5 separate regions of the Mus musculus genome follow, and regions 1, 2, 4 and 5 are each linked to region 3. A link is a contact called in public Hi-C and Micro-C data. All regions are on one chromosome and are shown on one strand. Each heading gives the region's core, a stretch centred on a gene start, on an enhancer-like site or on the middle of the called end of the contact. The rest is flanking DNA. Distances are from core to core; before and after follow the strand shown. Region 1 overlaps Tfap2a (transcription factor AP-2, alpha). Region 2 holds the start of Neurog1 (neurogenin 1). Region 3 holds the start of Barx1 (BarH-like homeobox 1). Region 4 holds the start of Pitx1 (paired-like homeodomain transcription factor 1). Region 5 holds the start of Tfap2a (transcription factor AP-2, alpha).

What was found. A called contact is a pair of places that touch in the nucleus more often than the background predicts.
Region 1: a contact with region 3 is called in a Hi-C map of embryonic stem cells, with 24 times the contacts expected there. The contact joins the enhancer-like site here to the promoter of Barx1 in region 3. A contact is called at or near these places in 2 of 39 promoter capture datasets (cranial neural crest and embryonic stem cells) and 4 of 484 Hi-C or Micro-C datasets (cerebellum, embryonic stem cells, epiblasts and 1 more).
Region 2: a contact with region 3 is called in a Micro-C map of embryonic stem cells, with 11 times the contacts expected there. The contact joins the promoter of Neurog1 here to the promoter of Barx1 in region 3. A contact is called at or near these places in 1 of 39 promoter capture datasets (embryonic stem cells) and 6 of 484 Hi-C or Micro-C datasets (embryonic stem cells, epiblasts and stem cell-derived epiblast-like cells).
Region 4: a contact with region 3 is called in a Hi-C map of differentiating embryonic stem cells, with 12 times the contacts expected there. The contact joins the promoter of Pitx1 here to the promoter of Barx1 in region 3. A contact is called at or near these places in 3 of 39 promoter capture datasets (embryonic stem cells and hippocampal neurons), 17 of 484 Hi-C or Micro-C datasets (cerebellum, differentiating embryonic stem cells, embryonic stem cells and 2 more), 2 of 115 datasets of contacts at active chromatin or transcription factors (both in embryonic stem cells) and 1 of 9 other capture datasets (embryonic stem cells).
Region 5: a contact with region 3 is called in a Micro-C map of embryonic stem cells, with 23 times the contacts expected there. The contact joins the promoter of Tfap2a here to the promoter of Barx1 in region 3. A contact is called at or near these places in 2 of 39 promoter capture datasets (both in embryonic stem cells), 11 of 484 Hi-C or Micro-C datasets (cerebellum, embryonic stem cells, epiblasts and 2 more) and 1 of 115 datasets of contacts at active chromatin or transcription factors (embryonic stem cells).

The regions. Positions count from the first base shown.
Region 1 is chr13:40,716,198-40,718,897 of GRCm38.p6, reverse strand. Tfap2a (transcription factor AP-2, alpha) reads left to right here. Exons shown (of 7, transcript NM_011547.5): 7 at 1,495-2,700. The coding sequence ends at 1,783. Among named protein-coding and RNA genes, the nearest start is that of Gm26688, 10 kb to the left of the region's middle. Within about 2 kb of position 1,342, at least 15 of the 459 cell types and tissues checked have an H3K27ac peak or open chromatin away from gene starts, as enhancers often do. A contact at or near this core is called in embryonic stem cells, where this site is marked.
Region 2 is chr13:56,250,738-56,253,437 of GRCm38.p6, reverse strand. It overlaps Neurog1 (neurogenin 1), which reads left to right and starts at 1,258. Exons shown (of 1, transcript NM_010896.3): 1 at 1,258-2,700. The coding sequence starts at 1,506. The coding sequence ends at 2,240.
Region 3 is chr13:48,661,705-48,664,404 of GRCm38.p6, reverse strand. Barx1 (BarH-like homeobox 1) reads right to left here and starts at 1,369. Exons shown (of 4, transcript NM_007526.4): 1 at 1,066-1,369. The coding sequence starts at 1,288. It overlaps Gm36606 (a long non-coding RNA gene), which reads left to right and starts at 1,613. Exons shown (of 4, transcript XR_382336.3): 1 at 1,613-1,866.
Region 4 is chr13:55,830,048-55,832,785 of GRCm38.p6, reverse strand. Pitx1 (paired-like homeodomain transcription factor 1) reads left to right here and starts at 1,361. Exons shown (of 3, transcript NM_011097.2): 1 at 1,361-2,014. The coding sequence starts at 1,846.
Region 5 is chr13:40,732,384-40,735,083 of GRCm38.p6, reverse strand. It overlaps Tfap2a (transcription factor AP-2, alpha), which reads left to right and starts at 1,289. Exons shown (of 7, transcript NM_011547.5): 1 at 1,289-1,414. The coding sequence starts at 1,364. It overlaps Gm26688 (predicted gene, 26688), which reads right to left. Exons shown (of 3, transcript NR_125899.1): 2 at 1,304-1,673; 3 at 1-1,062.

The DNA of each region.
Region 1 (2,700 bases), core at 93-2,592, 7.9 Mb after region 3:
TGGATTTGTGTTGCTTCAGAAAAAGTCAGAATCAAATCCTCACAGGGCTACCAACTAGGCTTGCCTGGGTTTTCTCTCTATCACTGTGTTCTGAAAGGCAGAGGCTAACTCGGCCTACAAAATGTGCCGTCCAGCAACAGCTCTACTCTTACCTCTAATCCCAGTTTCTATCCTCTCTCTCTCTTACACACACACACACACACACACACACACACACAGAGAGAGAGAGAGAGAGAGAGAGAGAGAGAGAGACTCAGAGACAGAGTTACATAGTTATACTATACTATGTATACTATGTAACTCTGTAAGTTTTAGTTAACTGGCAAGCTATCATCTCAGGGTTTCAAGATGGCCCAAGTTATATTCCCAAAGTGCCTGGGCTGAATTGACTTCTCTAGGTTGAAAAGAAAAATGACTGTCTTGATATGTTTGCTGGAAATTAAAAGGCTTGTTTAGAAGTCCTCAATTATCAAAAGCTGGTGTCACCGAAGGGCACCGCAGCAGAGAGTTAAGAGGCAGAGAGAGGCCTTGTGTGGGACAGTTTCTGGCCTAGTGATAGGCTTATACACACACACACACACACACACACACACACACACACACACACACACACACCCTCCCTCCATGGGCTGTAGCAACCTCAGGAAGGCCTCTGCTACTGCTGGCTTCCAGGACCAGACAAACTTCCTGTGTGCTGAGGTAGCTCTCTCTATGGCTCCCCACTTTAGTCTTAGAGACAGTCTGTCACTGACCCCAGAGCTCACTATTTGGACTAAAATGGCTGCCCAGCAAATCAGAGAGATCCCACTATCTCTCTGATCCAGCGCTGGGGTTAAAGACATAAGCCTCCAAGCTAGATTCTTACATAAATTCTGAGCATCCAAAGGCAGATCCTTGTGTGTGTGTGTGTGTGTGTGTGTGTGTGTGTGTGTGTGTGGTGTGGTCAAGTGTGAGTTCTCTCCCCGGGGCCTGCTGTTGTTTTGAAAAAGCAAAGTTTGCCTTTCTGCCTAAATTCAAGTCTCATCTGGTTTGAAGGTGAATGAGAGGAGACCCCATTCCACCAGCTTTTATTGTGGTTCCTTTAGGGATGTGGGGAGCAGGCTCTGGTGATATTTTGAAGAACAAGCCTGGCATTTCTAGAATACTGAAGAGGGATACTTGTGTTTTTCACTTCCGGTGTAACTTTTCTTTGCCTGTGAAATGCTTTCCTGTGTTCAGGGTGTTTGCTGTGAGAAAGGTGTAGGCAGAAGTTTGTCAGGGCTGAGGGTTGGAGGTGGGGAGAGAAGGGGAGGTCTTTTTGAAGTAGGAAGGGTATTCATTTAAGGGAGGAGTGTTGGTTTAGAAGTGACAGGCTTTGTTATTCTGAGTGACTGGCCTTGAGTCCTGAGTGGGGGAAGGTGGGCTGGATGGCTGAGGTAACTTCAGGGAGCGATGGTTTCTCACTACCACTAAGGCCTGATGGGAGCTTTCACTTCTGTCTCTGTTCCACTGCAGACAGATCTGCAAAGAGTTCACTGACCTGCTGGCTCAGGACCGATCTCCCCTGGGGAACTCGCGGCCCAATCCTATCCTGGAGCCTGGCATCCAGAGTTGCTTGACCCACTTCAACCTCATCTCCCATGGCTTCGGCAGCCCGGCGGTGTGTGCAGCGGTTACGGCCCTGCAGAACTATCTCACCGAGGCCCTCAAGGCCATGGACAAAATGTACCTCAGCAACAACCCCAACAGCCACACGGACAACAGCGCCAAAAGCAGTGACAAAGAAGAGAAACACAGAAAGTGAGGCTCTCCTCCCGCCCCGCCCCCGCCCGCCTCACCGGCCCGCGTCCCCCCACTCGCCCCTCCCCCACCCGGCAGGTGACAGCTCCGGGACCAGCCACTCCTACTGCTGCTGCTACTCTGCGTTGCCGCGCCGCCCTTCGTCCCCGGAGTCCTCCGGATTGCTCTCTCGACTGCCAGTGGGGCAGCCGCTGCCTACTCAGCGCCTTGCCTCAACTTCCCCATCAGTACCAACACCCCCTTTACCCTCGTGTGGAGCCTAAGAGAACAGAACAGGTCGTGAAGCCAGCAAAGAAAAGTTCTGTCGCGTTTGTGAACCTTTTTTTTTTTTAATCAAATCGACAACAAACATTAAAACTTTTTTTTTTTAAAAAGGACGTTAAAAAATTTAAAAAGTATATGAGCTTCATGGGACTAACTCATCGCCTTCCCTTGCGTACTTCAGATTGTAGCCATACTTTTAAAAAAAAAGGCAAAGAGGATAATGACATTTTTTATCAGTATTGTGAATAAACTTGAACACAAATACAGAAGTTCTATGTCCTGTCTTCAGTTGTAGAAGTTGTCTTCTGCAAGGTACAACCACCCACTTGAACTTCCTCTGATGACACAATCCACAATTCTATAAGGGAATCAGTGTTCACGTCTCTGTATATATTTATTTATGTGTAATTTAATGGGATTTGTAAATATGGTGAGTCTGTTTTAAACCTTTTTTTATTTATCTGGTGATCTCGTTTACCTCCTGTTTAGTGGGCTTTGGATCCTCCCTGTTAGTTCTTCATGTGGTTTTACTTAGAAATCCAAGGTTTGGGTAAGACTCCCCCTCCCCACCCCTTTTCTCCAATTCATGGATTTAGCCCCGTGGTAGCATGTTAAACGATTATAATGAAACAGCTGAACAAAAACATTTTTAAGGTA
Region 2 (2,700 bases), core at 9-2,508, 7.6 Mb before region 3:
TACAGAGGGAAGGAGCCACGGGGCAAGAGCTAGGCATAGGCAAAGAGGCTGTGCTTTCTCTACCAAGGCGCAGGTGTCCTGGACAGAGCCCCTTTGAAGACAGCAGGCTAGGCATTGCACTGGGCCTGAGGCCACCACTCAGATATCATGGAAAGGGGGGGGGGGCGCCTCTAGGGTGTTCCTTTTGTTTTTAATACCTGACTCCACGATCCAGGTTTGCTCCTTAATAAATAACTCCTCTCAGGTGCATTTGAGAGGCTGCCTGAGCCTCTATTGCTGTCCGGCAAACAGGAAAATGACTCGACCCACAGAATGAGGACATTTCTCTGGACTAGGCAAGTTTATAGGCAAATTGGCAGAAGGGATGGGGACGGAATTCCACTGTGTGCTTGCTGCCTTCTGTGGGACATCTCTCTCCTGGCCAGAAGCTAAGTCCCTTAGCCAGCTGGCACTGGGGTGAGCCCCTGAGGCTGGCACCATTCCAAAACGTGCGGCACAAGAGGATGCTTGGAAATGGAGAGAGCAAGATTTCAGGAGAAGAGGGGGTCTGCACACCCCCATATTACCTCGTGAGTCTTTGAGGAGGGGTACGCGGGCAGGGGCAGAGTGGGGTCAAGCCCCAGCTCAGTCTGGGAACTCATTGGATCTTTAGATCTTTCTCTTGCTGTCTTCTTCATTAACCTTGGCGGAGCAGGGACATCTATCCCTCCTCAAGACGTGTAACTGTTTACTGGTCCTGTCTGTTTAGATGCGAATAGTCAATCAGTAGCAGGCAAAGGGATGCGAACTCAGTAGCAGGCAAAGGGATGCGAACCCAGCCTCCAGCCTCAGCCCCAGCTCTCCATCACCCGCCACAGAGCTCACACTTTCTGCCAGGGCTCCTCCTCCCCATCCACCCCAGCGAGGGACACCCGCGCGCCCCTGGGAGGAGTGTGCCTCGGCCCGCCGCTAATCGCCCCCGGCCCCCGCCTTCGCCCGGGTTTCCCGGCCAGAGACGCCCCGGCCTCCCTCGCTTGATCCGGCTCCCGGAGCAGGCCGGGCCACCGATTGGCCGGCGGTAATTACGGGCACGCTCCAGGAGGGGGGCTGGGCGGGGGCGGCCTCCCGCGAGCATAAATTATGCAAATAGCAGGCGCCGCACGGGGCTGACCTGCCGCCTCTCGCCATTCACCCGCGCCGCCTCGGGGGCGGAGGTGGCCAGGGAGGGGGCGCCCATTGTTGCGCGCCGTACTTAAGGGGTCCTGAGGCCGGTCGTGTGCCACACTTGGTGCTCACAGGAGCTGATCTGATCGCCGGCGACATCACTCAGGAGACCAGCCCGGCGCGTGGCCCCTGCAGGCGAGGCGAGGAGGGCCAAGCCCATTCACTCCCTGAGCCCCTGCGATCTTCCCGGCCCTCGCGCCTGCAGCAGGCACAGGCTAGCCCCGGGTCGTACGGACAGTAAGTGCGCTTCGAAGGCCGACCTCCAAACCTCCTGTCCGTCTGTCGGTCCTGCACACTGCAAGATGCCTGCCCCTTTGGAGACCTGCATCTCTGATCTCGACTGCTCCAGCAGCAACAGCAGCAGCGACCTGTCCAGCTTCCTCACCGACGAGGAGGACTGTGCCAGGCTACAGCCCCTAGCCTCCACCTCGGGGCTGTCCGTGCCAGCCCGGAGGAGCGCTCCCGCCCTCTCCGGGGCATCGAATGTTCCCGGTGCCCAGGACGAAGAGCAGGAACGGCGGAGGCGGCGAGGTCGCGCTCGGGTGCGGTCCGAGGCTCTGCTGCACTCCCTGCGGAGGAGTCGTCGCGTCAAAGCCAACGATCGCGAGCGCAACCGCATGCACAACCTCAACGCTGCGCTGGACGCCTTGCGCAGCGTGCTGCCCTCGTTCCCCGACGACACCAAGCTCACCAAGATTGAGACGCTGCGCTTCGCCTACAACTACATCTGGGCCCTGGCTGAGACACTGCGCCTGGCAGATCAAGGGCTCCCCGGGGGCAGTGCCCGGGAGCGCCTCCTGCCTCCGCAGTGTGTCCCCTGTCTGCCCGGGCCCCCGAGCCCGGCCAGCGACACTGAGTCCTGGGGTTCCGGGGCCGCTGCCTCCCCCTGCGCCACTGTGGCATCACCACTCTCTGACCCCAGTAGTCCCTCGGCTTCAGAAGACTTCACCTATGGCCCGGGCGATCCCCTTTTCTCCTTTCCTGGCCTGCCCAAAGACCTGCTCCACACGACGCCCTGTTTCATCCCATACCACTAGGCCTTTGTAAGGCAACATCAATACTTTCTTCCTCCCCCAGTCTAAGAGCAATAATAGATGGGGAACTGGCTGAAGCCTCCGGGGGCCACACTTACCCCCAAGTGAATTCTGGGAGCTTTAAAGGGGGGAGGGGGAATACCTGACCACTTGTTAGGTTGCTGCACCCTCGCTGAAGCTGCCCTCGGTCTATTTCTCCACCCCCAGCACGGCCTCCCCCCCCCCCCGCCCGCCCCCAGACGGCCTTTCGTTTTTGTTGCACTTTCTGAACTTCACAAAACCTTCTTTGTGACTGGCTCAGAACTGACCCCAGCCACCACTTCAGTGTGGTTTGGAAAAGGGACAGATGAGCCCCTGAAGACGAGGTGAAAAGTCAATTTTACAATTTGTAGAACTCTAATGAAGAAAAACGAGCATGAAAATTCGGTTTGAGCCGGCTGACAATACAATGGCAAGGCTTAAA
Region 3 (2,700 bases), core at 120-2,619:
ACGGCAGCAGAGAGGCTGTGAACCAGATGAACATCAAAGAGGCAAACTGGACTGGCTGCTACCAAGACTGGACAGAATCTGGGGCCGGTTCCGGAGGCCGCTAGCTGAGCTGGAGTCTATATTGGACGCTTCCTTTCCTGGTAGGCTTCTCCTAAAAGAGATACTGGAAAGGATGGATCTGCCTGGCTGAGAACCATCAGGGTAAGGGGAGCATAGAAAACATAGCAGGAAGTGGGAAGAGAATCTTGCGGAGGGGGAGAGGTAGAGGGGAGACAGATCCACTTTACCAAAAGGCTAGGAAGGAGGTCAACCAAAGAGAGTCACTAAGCCCTAAGCCGAGATGCAGTACAGGGCAGACTGCCTCACAATCTCCCAAGAGACAAGACGGAGACAGAAAAGATCTGAGCAAGTGCTTCAAGACGCACGAAAGCCCAGCAGATCTCGGGATGGAAGGACCAACTGGGCAGCGGATCACAACCAGGCCTCTTTCCCTCAAACAAGGCCTACGGAGACCCTGGCCGCAGCACAGGCCTCGGTCGGTTGCTGACTGGAAAGCACGGGGTTCTGAAAGGCTCCTGGATGGCTTGGGCATCCAACACTATGCGACACGACCCTCTTCTCCAGAGCTTTCCCAGTCTGGGCAGCTACTGTTATGCCCAGCCAACCCTACCGCGAAACTCAGGCTTCCCCTGGTTTGAAGTCATTTTGATCCAGAGTGCTCGGTAGATTGATTTTGTAGCAACCATAGGGATGCGGTCTCTGGCTCCTGGCCTCGCCTATCACCCGATTCGAAAAAACTCGAAGCCGCCCTGAAGCAGAAGACAAACTCTCTTCTGGTCTGACGCGAGGACACAAGGCCTGGTTTCTGCCTAGCTCATTGCTCGCACCCTCCACTTTCCCGTTGGAGTGCGCGAAGAGAGGTAGGTGCCTCGGGCCTGCGCTGAGCTGCATCCCAGGTCGCTCCAGAAACAGGGGAGAAAGAGGATGAATTACGGACAACCCCAGGTCTCCGACTCCCACCCGCCCGCCAAGCCCAGTCCTCTGCGCGGCGGCCGCTGCACGTACCCAGGTGGCTGTGGAAGGGCCGGGCGGCCAGCAGCGCCTGTACGCCGAACTTGAGCAGCTCGCCCGCGGCGGCAGCGGCGGCCGCGGGCGCTGCGCCCTTGGGCCCCGGAGGCTCAGTGAGGATCTCTTCGATCATGAAGCTGCGGTAGCGATGCGGTCGGTGATCCGCACAGCCCTCGGGCGGACCGAAGCGCGCGGCTCCCGGCTCCCCTGGCCGCTGCATCGCGGCTCCCGGGGATGCGCCCGCGGCTAGGAAGCGACGGCGGCTAAGCTCCGGCGCGGGGCCCGCGCGGGGCTCTAGGCCGGCCCGCAGCTCGCGGCGGCGCGCGGGCGCCGGCTCATGCCCCCTCCCCCGCCGGCTGGCCGGGCGGAGGCGCAGGGCGCGGGCGGGGCGCGCGGGGCTCGGCCAGTCGGACCCGGGACTGCGTCCCCGCCCCGCGCCGCCGCGCCTCTAGCCTGGCCAGCCCCGCGTCACTGCCTTGCCCCGCCCGCCCTGCCCCGCCCCGCCCCGCGCTGCCGCCCCCCACCCACTAGGCCCAGCCGGAGGGAGGGACCCAGGAGGGAGGAAAGGAGGTTGAGAGGAGGGAAGGAGGGAAAGAGCCCGGGATAGGGGCTCGCAGGCCGGGACCAAGGGAAAAAGAGGAGAGCTCGCCCAAGAGGACAGCCCTGAGGATAGGACACTGCGGAGATGGGCAAACCGAGGATCTTGAATGAGAGGCGTGAAAAAGTCTGAAGACAGACAGCAAGGACCACGCAGGATCCTAGGCAGTGATGTGAAGGTGTCCAAGACGCCTCTTAGACGTGAGTGCGCCGAGACGTAGAGAGGAGAGAGCCCCAGAGGTGCAGGAGGGCACGGGGAGGGCACAGCAGCAAGGCCAGCGGACTGGGTGGGATGGGGAGGGGCTGGAGTGGTGGTGAGGAGGAGGGGCAAAAGCCAAGCTGGGAAAGGGGTAGCCTTAAACAGCTTTCCCAGGTCTGCGAGATGCTGTAGGGATCCAGTGCAATACACCGGGGTGTAACTCGCAGGGTGGTGACCATGCCTGTGCACCACTTCCCCCCCTTCCCTGTCCACCCCAACCTCAGTTTACCATTTTGATCTCAAATCTCTGAAGCTACCCTGGGAGAAAAAAAAAAAGATTCTCCAACTAGGATTTACCTAAATTTCTAATTTAAGCTTACCTGGACACATTTTCTCTGGCAACCACCAGACTTAGTGGGCTGAGTTATGTTTACTTAGAGCAAGGGATAGAATAAGGGCAGATGAATAAAAAGGGGAAAGACTGTCACTGGATGAACTTTGAGGCAGGGGATCATGGAATACTCTGAGAGTCTGGGGACCTAGCTCCATCTCTGAGCCTCCAGTCTCTCACAGGACTAAAGATGGGGCTGTTAGATCATTCTCTTTTTCTCTCCCCAAATTAACCTCTGTTGAGTGTGCCTCTTTGAGTCTTGGCACTGACAGTTTCTGAGCTGTCTCAAGTCTGGAAGACTTGACTCTTGGCTCCAGGGAGTTTGTGGGGATGGAAGGTGAGACTTTTCTATACCCAGGGTGACCCATGCCAGCTGTTCAGGGGTAGCAAGAAGGGTAGGGTGTCCTCAGGAGGCTAGGAGAGGACTTGCTGTATTTCCTATCTG
Region 4 (2,738 bases), core at 112-2,611, 7.2 Mb before region 3:
GAGAAGGTAGGAGAAGGACCAAAGGCAGAGCCTTGCAGTCCCCACCACTAACATACCTGTAGAGCCAACCCAAGAAATGACTACAGGAGAAGATGATGTCCTGGGCTCTGGACACTGGAGAACAGAGAAGTGCTTCTTTCCTAAGCCCTAGTCTACCCCATCAGTGGCTGGTTCAGGGGAGAGGTCTGCAGGTGAGGCCCAGAGACAGCCTAGGGGTCCTCCGTGGCTACAGAGGCAGGTCAGGGCCACCTCAGTTGTGACCTGTTTACTCAAGAAGCTGAAGTCCCTGGGCCAGTTAACAATTGTTGGATAAAATCCTTGGACAAACTTCATTGGAGCGTGAGGAGCTAAGGAGGGGACCACTCTTGTGAGCCTAGAGGGTAAAGTCTTTGCTTGGGGAGGGGGGAGCTCTGGAGCTACAGTTTCCTAGCAGTGTATCGGGAGAAAACCCAAAGGCTTCCTAAGCTCCCAGCCCAGGGTTGTGAGACATCAGTCACCTGGCCTACCAGGCCTCTGCTGAAGCCCTGAGAATTCAGAAAGTAGGCCCCACACTGGAGCAAAGTTACCCTAAAGGAGGGCAGAGGCTGGCAAGGCCTACCTGGTGGCTGCCAAAGACCTGATCATTGTAGGTGCAAAACAAAGGGGGATGTGGAAAGGCCACGGGCCTGGTGGGGCTCTTGGGGTCTCCAGTCCCACTCGCCATGGCCTAGAGCCAACAGAAACGTTTCGTCTGATTAGAAGCCGTCATCTCTACCCCAATTCCGGAAAATTGACTGCGGTGCAGAGAGGAAGGCCATGAGAGCAGCCTTAGGGGAGAGGGTCCAAACTAATTAGAAGACAGCATCCGGGGCCCATTAGAGCTCGCAGGCTGCTGTCACTCAGCCGGCCCCGAGTTCCTGGGAGAAGCGACTGAGGTAGGAGGGGCCCGTCTGCCCCTCGAGGACGACACCACCGCTGGGAGCTGCAGCAACCGGGAACCGGCCCCCCGGCTCTGCCACTGACTGCCCTGGCGCTGGCTCGGAGGCGCCGGCTCAGAGCGATCCTGCTCAGCGAACCTTCACTCATTCTAAGTTGTTCTCTCCCGTGGCTGGGGACTTGAGGTGGCCCAGACAGGAGTTGACTCTCAGCGAAACAAGTCACTTGGGGCCCCCAAGGTGTGCACCAGCCGCCCGGGGCTAGCTGGCCAGATGCGTTTCTTTTGTGCGGCCAAGGGAGAAATTCGTGTGTCACCGGGGAAGGAGGGAGAGGCGCGGTGAGGCCGCGGGAGAGGGGGGGAGGTGAGGCGGCGGGAAGGTGGCTGCGACGGGGAGGGCGCGGGCGAGGCCAGGAGGGAGGGAGGGAGAGAGGGAGGGAGGGAGGACGGCGGGGAGGGCGCGGCGCGGGCGGCTCGAGGCTGGATTCCGCCCGCGCCCGCTCCCTCGCTCGCTTGCTCACTCGCTCGCGCCCTCCCTCCTTCTCTCCCAGCCCCCTCCCACCGAGGCCCACCCCACCCACCACCCCTGGCGCAGGGACTGCTGGAACCTGGCTGCGCGCACTGTCGTTTTCAGACAGACTCTGCGGGCTCCGACCCGAGCCTTAGAAACCGGCCTCGAATCGGGACTGGGGCCCGGGCCGGCCGGGCAGCTGAGGCCGGAGCAGCAGGAGCGCGTGGCGGAGCCCCGAGCCCCGAACCCGGTCCCGCAGCCTGGAGAGGTCGATGGAGCTCGAACGGCGTCGCTGTGGGCGCGGGCAGCCCTGGGGGGCAGCCGCTTAGGCGCCACTCTCTTGTCCCCAACAGGTCGCAGCCTGGGCGGCCGGGAGCTCCCAGCCCCGGCCCCTGGAGCGCCCGTTGCGGTCCCCACCTCCATGGACGCCTTCAAGGGAGGCATGAGCCTGGAGAGGCTACCGGAGGGGCTGCGGCCACCGCCACCACCACCGCACGACATGGGGCCCAGCTTCCACCTGGCCCGCGCCGCCGACCCCCGGGAGCCGCTGGAGAACTCCGCCAGCGAATCGTCCGACGCTGATCTGCCAGGTAAACGCGGCTCCCCCAACCCGCGGCGGGCATCCAGCCTCCGCGCACACCGGGCGGCTTGGCACGCAGCCGGGTCCCCTCTGCGTCTCTGCAGCGAGGAGCTTTCTTTTTCCTCCCTGGTCTTAACCTGACGATGAACACGGAAATTTACACGCGCGTTCGCACGCACACGCGAAGTCACTTCCAAACAGTCCCCCACACGCCAAGCCCTGAGTGGGACTGGCAGCCCCTCTGGAGCAGGAGCAGATAGCACGCGGGAGAAAAAAGTTGAGTTTTCCCTAACTGGTTGCTGAGGAGTCGCTGGGGCTCAGGGCGAGAAGCAGATGTGCAGGGAGTAGAAGGGGTGGCCAGACAAAGTGCCCAAAGAGACACCTTGACAGATGGAGGAAAGAATCCTAAAAGAAGAGGTGGGGTCACAGAGCAGGCTAGAAGAGAGGGGTCCGTAAAGCCGAGCTCGAGCTCTGGGGACAGCGAGAGCCAGCCAGCTAGGAGGCGCGGCCTGACTCCCGGCAGAGCCGGCAGAACCCTGCTGCAGCGGGGATCCTGGCCCACGTGGACACCTCAGCCCAGAGCCACCAGGGGTCCAGCCAGGGTGGGTTCTCGACTCCACAAATCCCCCAGTTGTCTTTTAAAAAACAAAACAAAACAAAACAACCCCGATCTCTTGAGCTGGGCCCGAGATTGGGTGGCTTCGGCCATGTCCGTTTCCAGGCCTGTCCTGTCT
Region 5 (2,700 bases), core at 40-2,539, 7.9 Mb after region 3:
CTGGGCGGAGTCAGGAGTGGCCAACTTGGGGAAGGGGTGTCTCCTGCCTTCAGGTTCTTCACCAGCCGGCCATTGCGCCGCCAAAACGCCGGCGTTAGTAACATCAAGTCATAAAGGGTCGCGTCCTTCTTTAATTAAAAAGGAGAATCTTGGGAAAACTGGAGCCGATTTGCACAGGAAGAGTTGGTTCCTAATGTTTTATTTTGATGCATGTACGACACCGCATGGAGAGTCGCAGGAGCTCATGGGTCTGCGGTTTGGCTCACTCCAGAAGGGGTTGTGCATCCCCATCCGAATTCTGTGTTGTTGTCCACGTTGCACCTGGGAAACCTTACAGTCCAAACGCCCGGATGAATAGTCAGTCCGATTCAGCTTCATACAAACCGGAGGAAAATCATTTAACCCCCGGATCTGTCGAGTAACCTCTTCAGGGTACAACTTTTATTTTACACGTAGCAATTAAGAGATCGCAAACCCCAACCGAGCCACCGGAGCCGGCTGGCAGAATCTCCAACCTGGGGGGAGGGGGGAGCGCAAAGCTAATAAAACTCCCAGGGCGCTGCAGCCCGAGGGGGTAACAGCCGTGAGCGGAGGCGATCTCTAGTTGGGCAAAATTCTTGGAGTGACTTTGCTGGTCCTGGTTTGGTGGCTACGGTTCATTGCGAAAGGGATAATGATTTCTAATAAAATCGGACGGGGACGAAAGGCAGATAGTGGCGGTTGTAGTAAGAGTGGGAGGTGGGGTACTAAAAGTTGGTCCCTAGGCGCCGCCGCTGGTACCCTGCGTAGTACAGAGCTTTATCCAAAGCATCTTTGGCTAGCAGGACCCGAAGACAGGCGAAGGGGAAAGAGATGAAATTGGGGATAGGGGACGCTCGAACAGGGAGGGTGCTGGAGCTCTAGGAAGAGTTGTTGGGCTTGCAGGCTGGCATGCAGGCAAGTGCTCTAGGAGCAAGTTAGCGGCTAGAAGAGGCCTTTATACCTGGGTCGGAGCGGCCGGCGGCAGATTGTGGTCCTGGCGAGCAATTGGACTATTGTTGATATGCTAATGAGGCGATTAGGCTGTTCGCGAGGAGCAGGAAAAGGGAAAAGTTTCTACCATTAGAGGGAGATCTCCGAGCGCACACGGGAGCTCTCTAACCCTTCTCTCCTCCTCCCTCCTCGCCCTTCTCCTGGCCCTCCTCCTCCTCTACCTCCACCTCCTCCTCCCCCTTCCTACCCTTCTCCTCCTCCTCGCCCTCCTCTCCTCCTCCCCCCCTCCTCCTCTTTTGCTCACCGCCCGCAGCCCGCACTTTGCGCTAACCCAGAGAGTAGCTCCGCTGGGGTGCGAGGCGCAGAGGGGCAAATCCGATCACGCCGATCCATGAAAATGCTTTGGAAACTGACGGATAATATCAAGTACGAAGACTGCGAGGTAAGCGCGGCGCCGACTCAGTCATCCTTGCGGCCACAGGCTTGGAGATCGACCCTCCCTCTCCTCCTCCTCCTTCTCTCCACGCGAAATGCGAGTGGGACAAACTTAACACCCGCGCAGCTCCCACCCCTCCATGTCGCCCGAATAGCACAGGGGAGACGCTGGAGATAGTGGACATGGATCTCGGTTCTTTCACTTTTGTCTTTCGAAGCTCGTGTTCCACTCTTTCCCCTTTTCTCCTGGTTACTTTTGGTTCTGCCTGAGAGTGGAAGGAAGAGAAGAGCTTGGATTTAAAAAAAAAAAAAAAAAAAAAAAAGCTGGCAACTGGGCACGTGCCTGTGCACTCTGGTGTGTTTGAGCGAGATCCTGGGGGTGCCTACAGTAGCAGGAAGAAAATAAAACCATGTCCCCCCTTTCACTCCCTCCCTGACATTAATACCCCCTTTTTCATTCATTCTTTTCTTTCTCCCTAAAGACGTTCCCTTCTTGCATTTGGAGAAGGGCGCACACACTTCGCCCTGACCTGTAAAGCACGTTCGGCTTGGGAGCCCACACGTCAGCCCTTGGTGTCACTCTTTAGCTGCTATAGTCCTTGAAGTTCTAAGGAGTTTCTCCCGCCGAGCTTCGGGGTGGACACACCCCGTGGTGGTGGTTGGGTGTGGGTGCGTTACCGGCCTCTGGGAGTCGGGGACGGGGGAGGGATCCCCCTTCTACCTGCCAGTGCTTAGCGGCGGGACCCTGAAAATCCTGGGGCGACAGCCGATCGTCTCCAGTTGCCGATAGTCCGCTGGGATCAGAGAGAGGGCCGTCCCTTGGGAACCCATTTTAAAACCCAGAGCCTCAGAGCATAACTTTTGGGACAGTCAGGGAGGCATGAAAAAAGAACCAACGGCTTGTGCGGGGGGTGGGGGAGGGATGGCCTCAGCCTGTTGTGTGTGTGTGGGTTTTTTTTTTTTCATACCCCACTGAAAGGGGCTGATCAGCGAGTGGTGTGACGGAGGGGTGGGAAGCCCGTGATTATCCAAATCTGTAGTAGCCTTGACTTTCGCTGTTCTCTCTTTCTTTCTTTCTTTCTTTCTGTCTGTCTGTCTGTCTGTCTGTCTGTCTGTCTGTCTTTCTTTCTTCCCCCCCCCCCCCTTTCGGCATTTGGAGCTAGGGGTTCCGGCTAAAACGTCTGCTCGCGGGCGCGCAGAGGCAAAAATTCTGACTTCACTCGAAATTAGAAACTGGGTTTACGTGAGGGAAGTGTCACCCGCTCCCTCCCCCTTTTCTTTTAAAATGCTGGG